Linked DNA regions of Hordeum vulgare: region 1 is linked to region 2. The links are chromatin contacts, called in public Hi-C maps. All regions are on one chromosome and are shown on one strand. The core of a region is the stretch at or near the end of the contact, and the rest is flanking DNA. Distances in the headings are between cores, read along the strand shown.

Evidence for each region. A called contact is a pair of places that touch in the nucleus more often than the background predicts.
Region 1: a contact with region 2 is called in a Hi-C map of leaf, with 4 times the contacts expected there. The contact joins the promoter of LOC123401805 here to the promoter of LOC123402411 in region 2. A contact is called at or near these places in 2 of 6 Hi-C or Micro-C datasets (leaf and seedling).

Annotation. Positions count from the first base shown.
Region 1 is chr6H:513,235,122-513,239,496 of MorexV3_pseudomolecules_assembly, forward strand. It overlaps LOC123401805 (multiple organellar RNA editing factor 3, mitochondrial-like), which reads right to left and starts at 3,095. Exons shown (of 4, transcript XM_045095655.1): 1 at 2,697-3,095. The coding sequence starts at 3,055.
Region 2 is chr6H:513,006,837-513,011,362 of MorexV3_pseudomolecules_assembly, forward strand. LOC123402411 reads right to left here and starts at 2,604. Exons shown (of 4, transcript XM_045096335.1): 1 at 2,060-2,604; 2 at 1,008-1,112; 3 at 845-916; 4 at 533-765. The coding sequence starts at 2,422. The coding sequence ends at 709.

The sequences.
Region 1 (4,375 bases), core at 1,845-4,344, 230 kb after region 2:
GCAGCAGCAACGTGCGGAGCAGAGGCAGCGGCGGCCAAGAGGAGCACCACGTAGTAGCAGGAGTAGCACCACGTAGCAGCAGGAACTGCTGCCCATGCCGAAGGCAGATGCATGAGCAGTCACGCGCCCACGCGGCTGTAACGCGTCGGGCAGATCACGGTGATGGTGAGCATCCTGGAGAATCAGAATCCGGCGAGATCCGGATCCAATCGTGATCGGGACAATCCTGGTCCAGCGGTAGGAGATGGGGAGTCCAGGAGCAGGGTCACCGTCCGGCGGCGCGACCTGGAGCAGCGGGAGATGAGGCGGCGAAACCTGGAGCGGCGGGAGATGGGGCGGTGCGACCTGGAGTGGAGGCGGCGCGACCTGGAGCGGCTGGATCCAGGAGAGAGCGGGCCTGCGGCGGGATCCTAAAGACCGATGGCAAGGACTGCAGCGGGATCCGACGGGAGCAGGAAGAAGAAGCCTCTCGCCTCCCTCCGCAAGATCTGGAGCCAACCTTGACTGGGGCGGCCCAATCTCCTGACCTGGAGAGAGCGTTGACCAGGAAGGACCTGGGCAGGGCGCGTGAAGGGGGAGGGAGAGCAGCGCGAGACGGCCAAAGGACGATGGCGGCATCGCAAGGGGAGGGACGTCCGGCCAAGAGGAGGTTGGTGGCGGCGCGAGATTGAATCTGCACGAGTTGTGCGTGCTAAAAAATTAACCTAAGCTCTAATACCATGTTAGGAAAGCAACTTCTCTGTATTGAAGGCCCAAGGGGCGTATATATATTACACATGACTTGAGGTGCAAGGAAAGTAAACATAGACAAATAAGGACTCCTAGACTAATACTAATAGACTAATAAGGACTCCTAGACTAATATTAATACTTCCTAACAGATTTAAGGAAGAAGAAAGCCTGGGCAGACATTGTGATGTGCCTAATCTTCACTAATAATACCTGTTCGTATTTTTAGCCAACGTAAGGAAGAATGGTCATTTCAGGTGGCTTAAAGTGAAGAGATACTGTGAAATAAAATTAGAAGAATAATGAAAAAAGTGCACTGTGCACCTCCTCAAGTAAAAGGGTAAGAAAAACTATAGCAGAGTCGACGTATCGGCCCGATCGTCATAATAACCGCCAATATGGCAATTCTGGCCCAAAAGGCTACTCTAGCAGAGTGCCGAGTCACCATAATTTTTAGAGGGCGCTCCATATAGGCCAACGAGCCTCCATACTTGGAAATTGTGGGCGTTGGTTCGAAGGGCGCTCCATCGCCAACCGCTTGCGCGGAAGGGAAGTTTCACCGCCATCCTCGTCCTCCCACACGGCCCATCTCCTTTCACCCATGGCAACGGGAAGCGTGACAATTAATGGCGGTTGTCGTGTGCCAACTGCCTATGGACACTCCCACCGCATTTTCTCGCTGCCCGCCGCCCACGGCTATAAAAAGGTCGTCCCATGGCCGGATAGCTCACAACCTCCACTTCCAACACCGCTGCCTGTAGCCACTTTCTTTCTCCTTGCACCATGCCGCTTCCCCGGGTGAAACTATGCCGCTTCCCTGGGTGAAACTGGGTCTCGCTCTCGGAGGAGGAGTGGATCTTTGATGAGGAGGAAGCGTCGGAGAAGGCTGACCTCATCGCCGAGGAGCAGGAGTGGCATTGCTGCAAGGCGATGGAGGAGGCCATGGAGCAGGATGCCGCGTTGTAGGATCCCGCGCAGGAGGAGTGGTCGGACTGAAATCCCAAAACACATTGCGTTGTTTGGGATATCCAACACGACTAAGTGCAAATCCCATATGAGCACGCGAGGGCTCGCCCACGCAGCTCATACCGGGCACCACGTGCTCCCTGCCGCCTCTCTGTTAAGGAGGCACTGGATGAGCGCTACGCCGCCCACGCCTCAGCCATCCGCCCCGGAGAAATCTTCAAGCATACCGGCGTTGGGAAGGCGTTGCGGGCGAAGAGAGACCGTGCCATCCGGCTCCATTACAAGGATCAACAAATGGACTCGGCGGCTGAGAGGGAGCGCATCAGATGGCACACAATCGATATGAACATGGTGTCATTCATCGAGACAAGCCGCACCACATTGGGGCTTGCCCGTCTTGAAAAATCTGTCTCCGACCTTGACTACCGCCGGCAGGAATGGGACGAAGACGTGGTCGCTGGACCGTCACACCGTCGTGCGTAGAGGACCAGTCGACTCGTCACATATGCATGTGTGCTTGCACTGCATTCACCATAGTCGCGGTGGGGAGCAACTAGTGCTTCTCCAAGACATAGTAAATAAATGTCGCCAATCAACTTTTCTACTTCTACTTAACCACTTTGTAATGCAATGTTATCACAAATTAGTGTTTTAGTACCTCAAATTGAGTGTGTGGATTTTTGAGTTGATGCAACAAAAGAACAGAAAAGAAAAGATATGAAGGCCGCATTATGGCAACTCTGTGTTTGCGCACAGCGGTCGCTGGCACGGCCTCCATATCCCATACATGACCGGGGATATAGCTGACTCTACTAAAGTTTCTCTAATACTGATTGGGACTATGAATGATCCGCCCTAGTCGTAAAAGAACGGATATGCCTGAAGATGAAATCACACCAAGCAGCAAGGACAAGGCCGGTGTTCCCGGACATACAGAATGCTTTCGAAGAATCTAAATAAACGCAGACTGATGAATAGCAGAACCAGAGAAGTGCGCATACCTTCCGAGCACGGCGGTGAGGGTCTTGACGTAGGCGGCCACCATATCTTCCTCGGAGGGCTTTGGGTCGGCGGGGAACTCCATGACTATGAGCCAGTGCTCGTAGTCGCAGCCATCCAGCAGGATGGTCTCCTTGGGCGGCCGGTTGCTCCAGTTCGGGGACGGGTCGTTAAGCGGAGAATGGCCGGGCCTTCCCGGCAACGCCGTCTTCGCCCCTCGCGACGGCGGCGCCCACGGAGAGGGGTGGGCGGAGGACGCGGAGGCAGCGGCGCCGGCGAGGAGGAGGAAGCGACGGGGTATCGCACGGGGGGAGAGGAGGAGCGCCGAGAGCCTGCGGCGTGTAACAGCTACAGCCGCCATGGTTGGGGAATTTGGGAAGGTCGGAATAGGAGGGTTTGCACTATTTTTTTTAGGGGCTTGCACTTGCCGGCGCAGGCTATGCTGGTGCGCGAGACCGATGTGTCTGGGCTCAGGCCCAGAGTCCCTAGCCGTGTTTAGTTCGGGCCCAGAGGCAACTCCAGAGTTGTGAATTTGCCCTCCGTCTCAAAATTCCTTGTCTTAGATTTGTATATATATATAAATGTATCTAGTCAAGTTTTAATATTTAGATACATCAATTTCTCAACAAACCTAAAACAAGAATTTTAAGACGGAGTGAGTATTTGTCAATGAGTACCGCGCAAGCAGTGATAAGACACACAGACTAGCTAGATTGTCATTACACTCTGTAAGATCGCTAGATGTGGTTTAATGATCCATGGATCACCTATGTATCCCAGTAAACTTATTTGATAAGTAAAGTGTGGTGTTCTTTTAAAAAGGGTCTGGGCTTAATCCACGTAGATTGGCCGAGGTCGTGGCCTCCTAATCCATGTGGGCCAACCTAGCAGGGATTGTTACACGTGAAATAAATTTTGAATGTTTGGTTTAAATTTAGGGGGCTACTATGTCTCGCATGACACAAGACCTAGGATAAGCTCACTATATCGAGCGCGAGACTAGACCGCCCAGCTCGCGGGTGGCAACATCTTGTTTTTATTTTCATGTTTTTTTGCTGTTGTTTGCTTTTCTTTCATAATTTTTCTTATACTTCCAAATATCTCAAAATGTATATAACAAAAAAAATTACATTTGTTTTGAAAAAAATGAAAACAAAGCATTTGTAAAATGTTAATTGCGTGGATAAAAGTGTTTCTAATGTATACTAAAAATATATACAAAAAATACATTGTGTGAATTTTTTTGTCCTGGATTTAAAATAATATTAATCAAGCATTTAAAAAAAACTAATCATCTCTCTAAAAAATTTAAATGTGTACAAAAAATATTCCTGTGTATACAAAAAATATAGAACATGTATTAAAAATTAAACGTAAAACATAATTTTACAAAGTGTTGATCGTGTATAAGAAAAATGTTAATCATATATTGCAAAAACTTTATCCGTGTATAGAAAAATGTTCCTGGTATATACAAAAAATGTACAATATGTCTGAAAATGTAGTCACCAAAGACAAAAAAAATGAAAATATTAATAATCATGTAGTATTTCTAGAAAATTAAATGTGTACAAAAAGATATATTTCGAATTTGTATGAAAAATGTAGAATATGTATTTAAAAAGTTTAATGTAAAAGGCATTTAAAAAAAATCTTGATTGTGTATTAAAAATGTTACTCA
Region 2 (4,526 bases), core at 1,354-3,853:
CAGCAAAATAGACCAGTTTTTTCTTACCTTATAGGATGACATTGGTGCTTACATTTTGAAGCTTGAGTGCTTGATTAGGCACCAATGGCTGACGAAGTGGTTAACATTTAACTTCTACTGTTGTGCATAAGCACATGTTAAGAGTGAATCCGTTTGATAAACTATGTAAGCACCAACTTGGAGATGGCTAAGCAACGGAGCAGGTGAAATTTGTAAGGTGTTTGGTCTCGTTTTAAACACACATACATATAGGCACCTTGTGTAGGCCATTCACCTCCAGAAATCTAGAGGCTGTTTGCATGATTTGGTCAACTTTGTGGAAATATACCTCATTTTTTACATCGGAATTTTGCCAACAGATTTGGAGGGTTAACACTGTAGATGACTCTGATCTTGCCAATATAATTAGAAGAAACGGAATTGCTGTGGTGAATTAGATAGTCGATCAAACCTTTTGGCATTTTAATTTCAAAATTTAGCGCTTGTAGTCAGGATTATGAACACTGGGTCGAGTAAGAACAATCAGAAAGACTTGAGCAAGCACGCTACTAGTAAAACTCAGATGTCTCATTACAGTTGATGAGAGGAAACAGCTTACAACACAACTTGTTTCTTTCTTTCAGCAACAGTTGAAAAAAGAAGGAAGGCCTAAAATAACAAGCTGGCTGTAAAGCCTAAACGTATGCTAAAACATCCTTCTTCCCCTGCTCAAATGATCATATCTTTCAGATCTTCAAATTTCGCAAACAGTTCGTCTCTGCTTTCCTGCATATAGTGAAGGCCGGTCATTAAGCGCACACGCCAGGCATGATGCTTGCTCTGTAATGATAGTTGGAAACCATACCTTGAAGAGGAGATACCGTGTGACGAACCAGACTGAGTAGCCAGTTCCTATGATTTCCAGCACATTCGGAAGCTGCAACAAGTGATTCGTGTGGTTTATCATACGTGGAGCAGTAGGTTTTTAAGTGCGCACGGATCTATTCAGTGACGGCATAACCACATACCAGGGGAACAGAATCAATCGCAGATATGATTTTAGATAGAATCAACAGAACAATCAAAGCACCACCTCCGAGGAGGACATAAGTGGGTGTCACTTCGATGTCCAGCTGAAATGAGCAAGCCCAAAGTGAGTGTGACTCTGTGAGCAACAGATAGCAATCAACTGGTCCAAGACTGCAAAATGTATTCAGGAACAAACAGAGGTACATAATATCCTTATAAGTTCAAAATCTGGAAAGTAGAAATTTGAGGTTAATGTGATGCATATACTCTTTTCTAGGGTTTGATACATAGTCTGGCTTCATTTGAGCAACATAATTAAGTTATTTTGTGTGGCATCTGATTAACACAGTGCAACTTCATGGCCGTTTGTGTAAATGGAGCTCTAGATCTTGGCATATCCTGCAGTAGATCCTAACCGCCCAGCCTAGCAATCCTCACATTTGCATTTGCAAGTTGGTTGGCAGAACCATTTTTTGCACAGCCATGTCACACTGTTGCTGTTCTTGATTTCACTTCAACAGCCACACTGAGATCTACCATAAGCTTGAACAGCGATGCTGTCATAAGAGTCAGGAAAATTGGATTCTTCACTGGTTGGTTTGCCATTTTTTTTATGTTATACTCTATTGGCTCTTTCATGTCACTGCTATTGACATTCCGACTCAAGTATGGCATATGATCCATCTCATAAAAAACGTGTAAATATTTATCCTGCTAAAAAAGCATCATTTATTTTTCTGCATCAGTAGGCGCACTAACACTAATTCAGCTTGATGCAAAAAAGAGAACAGTGTTTCAGTTTTAGACAATCTAAGGCAATTGCCGTTGTATTCAAGGCATTCAAGGCGGGCATCCAATTGCAATCGTTAACAGATAGGATCTGGTTAACAGATATGAATTCTGCGTAAGTCAGTGTATCTTGGTCACCTAAAGGTCTGGTATAACTCCCTGGTCTTGTGTTCTCTGAACAGATAGGATCTCCTCGGAAGCTAGTAGTAGAAAGCAGAGCAGCGAACGAGCAGAGAAGAGTGAGCTTTCAGCGCGGCACTACCTTGCTCAGTACGTCGTCCACGCCGCCGCCGCCCTCCTCAGGCTCCCCCGGCGGCGACACCGGCGCATCTTCCACCGTCACCTCCACAAACCCGCCGCTTCCACCGGAGGGCTCCCCGCCCTTCTCCTCCCCGGCTGGCGCGTCGGGCTTGTCCGTGACGACGGTGGTGGTGGTGGTGGCGGCGGACCCCGACGCCGGCTCCTCGGACGGCACCGGGTCGGGCCTGGTCGGCGTGGCGGAGCGGCAGCGCCAGCCTCGTCGTGCCGGGGCGCTGAAGGCCACGGAGCGGGTGGGCGGCCGGCGGTGGACGCGGGCCGAGGATAAGGGTGCGTAGGCGGCGGCGGTGGAGACGAGGGCCTCCATCCTTTCCTCTCTCTCCCTGCTGCTTTTTTGCTTTCTTTTCTGTGGAGGCCGACCGGCTGGCTGGGGTTTGAGGTTTTGGTTGAGCCGCGGGGAGGATGAGGGGGAAGTGGTGGGATGGATGGCCGCCTCGCTGTCGCACCGATGTGTGCTCCACGCTGACAGTGTGCACTGTGCAGTGCAGTGCAGTGCCGGTGCTGCCGTGCTGGTTTGTCTTTGCCGTTGGAACGCAAGAGGCGTCGCTTTTCTCGGCCCCGCGCCCGTGATTCTCCGCTGCGCTCTTTGGCTTTGGCGGGTCGCATCTCATCTCCAGCTCTTTTTCTCCGTTTTTTTGCTTTTGGAAATTAATGATGGTTGTGGCGGAGCCCTCTGGAATATACCGGCATTTATTGTGCTAGAATACAATTGGCGTGAATAGTTGTTCCGCTACAGTCTACAGGTGGAACGTCCTGGTTCTTTGTTCCTTCGCTTGGTTAAATGAGTTGCGACACAAACTAATAGTACGTCCGTCACGGTTTAAAAGACACGGTTAAATTTACATGTATTTTTATAATAGACAAGGTTTAAGACGCATTGCATTTACTCCTAACATCTAATTAGTATTCCGTTGTATTAATTTTTGTATGCATGCGTAGTGTGAATACTATTTTTTAATTCATTTCACAGCCAATAACCATCTACATTCTAGAGAATTTTCATGCACGCCTTCTAAACCGTGACGGAAGGAGTAACATGGTTCACATGTCTTGGTAAATCATCTATCTTGCCAGATCTAATATACTCCCTCCTTTTTGGTTTCTCGGACCCATCTTCAAAATTTTAGATTTTTATTATATTAGGTTCATTTTGAGTCTAGTTGAGTTAAAGTGTTTTGAGTTTCACGCATATTTAATTTATAAAGAAGAAAAAAAATAGTGGCTATGCATGTATCTTTTTTATATGCATCATACAAGTTCAATGGAAGAAAGGATGCTACATTTATTGCCCTCGGAAATTGAATATGTGAAAAACATTTTATTGATTAGTTAGAACTATTGTCATCCATTCACAATTCACCTTGGTTGATGATATTTCAGATTTAAGCCCTATAAATCGAAATGGAGGGAGTATGACATCAACATGAGTTTTTTTAACTTAAAAATGTTTTATCTTTTAAATAAAAAATTTAACTAAAAAACCGTTTTGATCATTAAATTCGTTTCGACGAGATCTTCAAAACAAGATCTCATATTAATATGTTTCGATGATATTTCTTTTGGATCAAAAGTTGTCATAATGTTTACACTGAAATTACTATAATGTTTAAAATAAAGTTGCCACGACATGTTTCATCTTGTTTTTTTATTTTAGGTTTAAAGCTATCAATATTTCAATTACTTTTTATGGTATTTTTTATTATTTGACCATGGTAAATTTTAGTAATTAACCATGACAAATTCAATTCATGGATCATGACAATTTTTAGTAATTCATCATGGCAAATTGAGTTTATAGATCATGGCAATTTTAGTATTTGGTAATATCAATTCTACTATGTTGAACATGGAAAATATTTTTTATGAACCATGGCAAATTTGAGTGCATATCATGAAAAATTTAAGTAATTCACCATGGCAATTCTAGTTTATTGTTCATGGCAAATTTTAGCCATTGATCAAGCATTTTTAAAGTAACCGGAGACATATCTATTGTTATTTATGAACCATGACAAATTTAATTCATGGATCATGGCAAAATTTAGTAATTCATCATGGCAAGTTTAGTTTCTTAATTCTTTTTTATAACATGTTAAAATTTACTTTAAACATAAAAGAAAACGTAGTTGAAATATATCATGGCAACTTTAATATAATCATAATGGCAATTTATGCGCAATAGACATGGCAAGTTTTTAACTCAAAAAAGTCGTAGAAACATGTCGATATGAGATCTAGTTTCAACGATCTCGTGACGGCGGATTTAATGGTGAAAATGTTTTTTAAATCTGAATTTTCATTTAAGAGATAAAACATTTTAAGATTTTAAGAATTAAAAGATTCCCGCTGACATCATGTGTTTCTGTCCTAGTTGACATGCATTTTTGAGAAATAAAAATGTTGACGTGTCA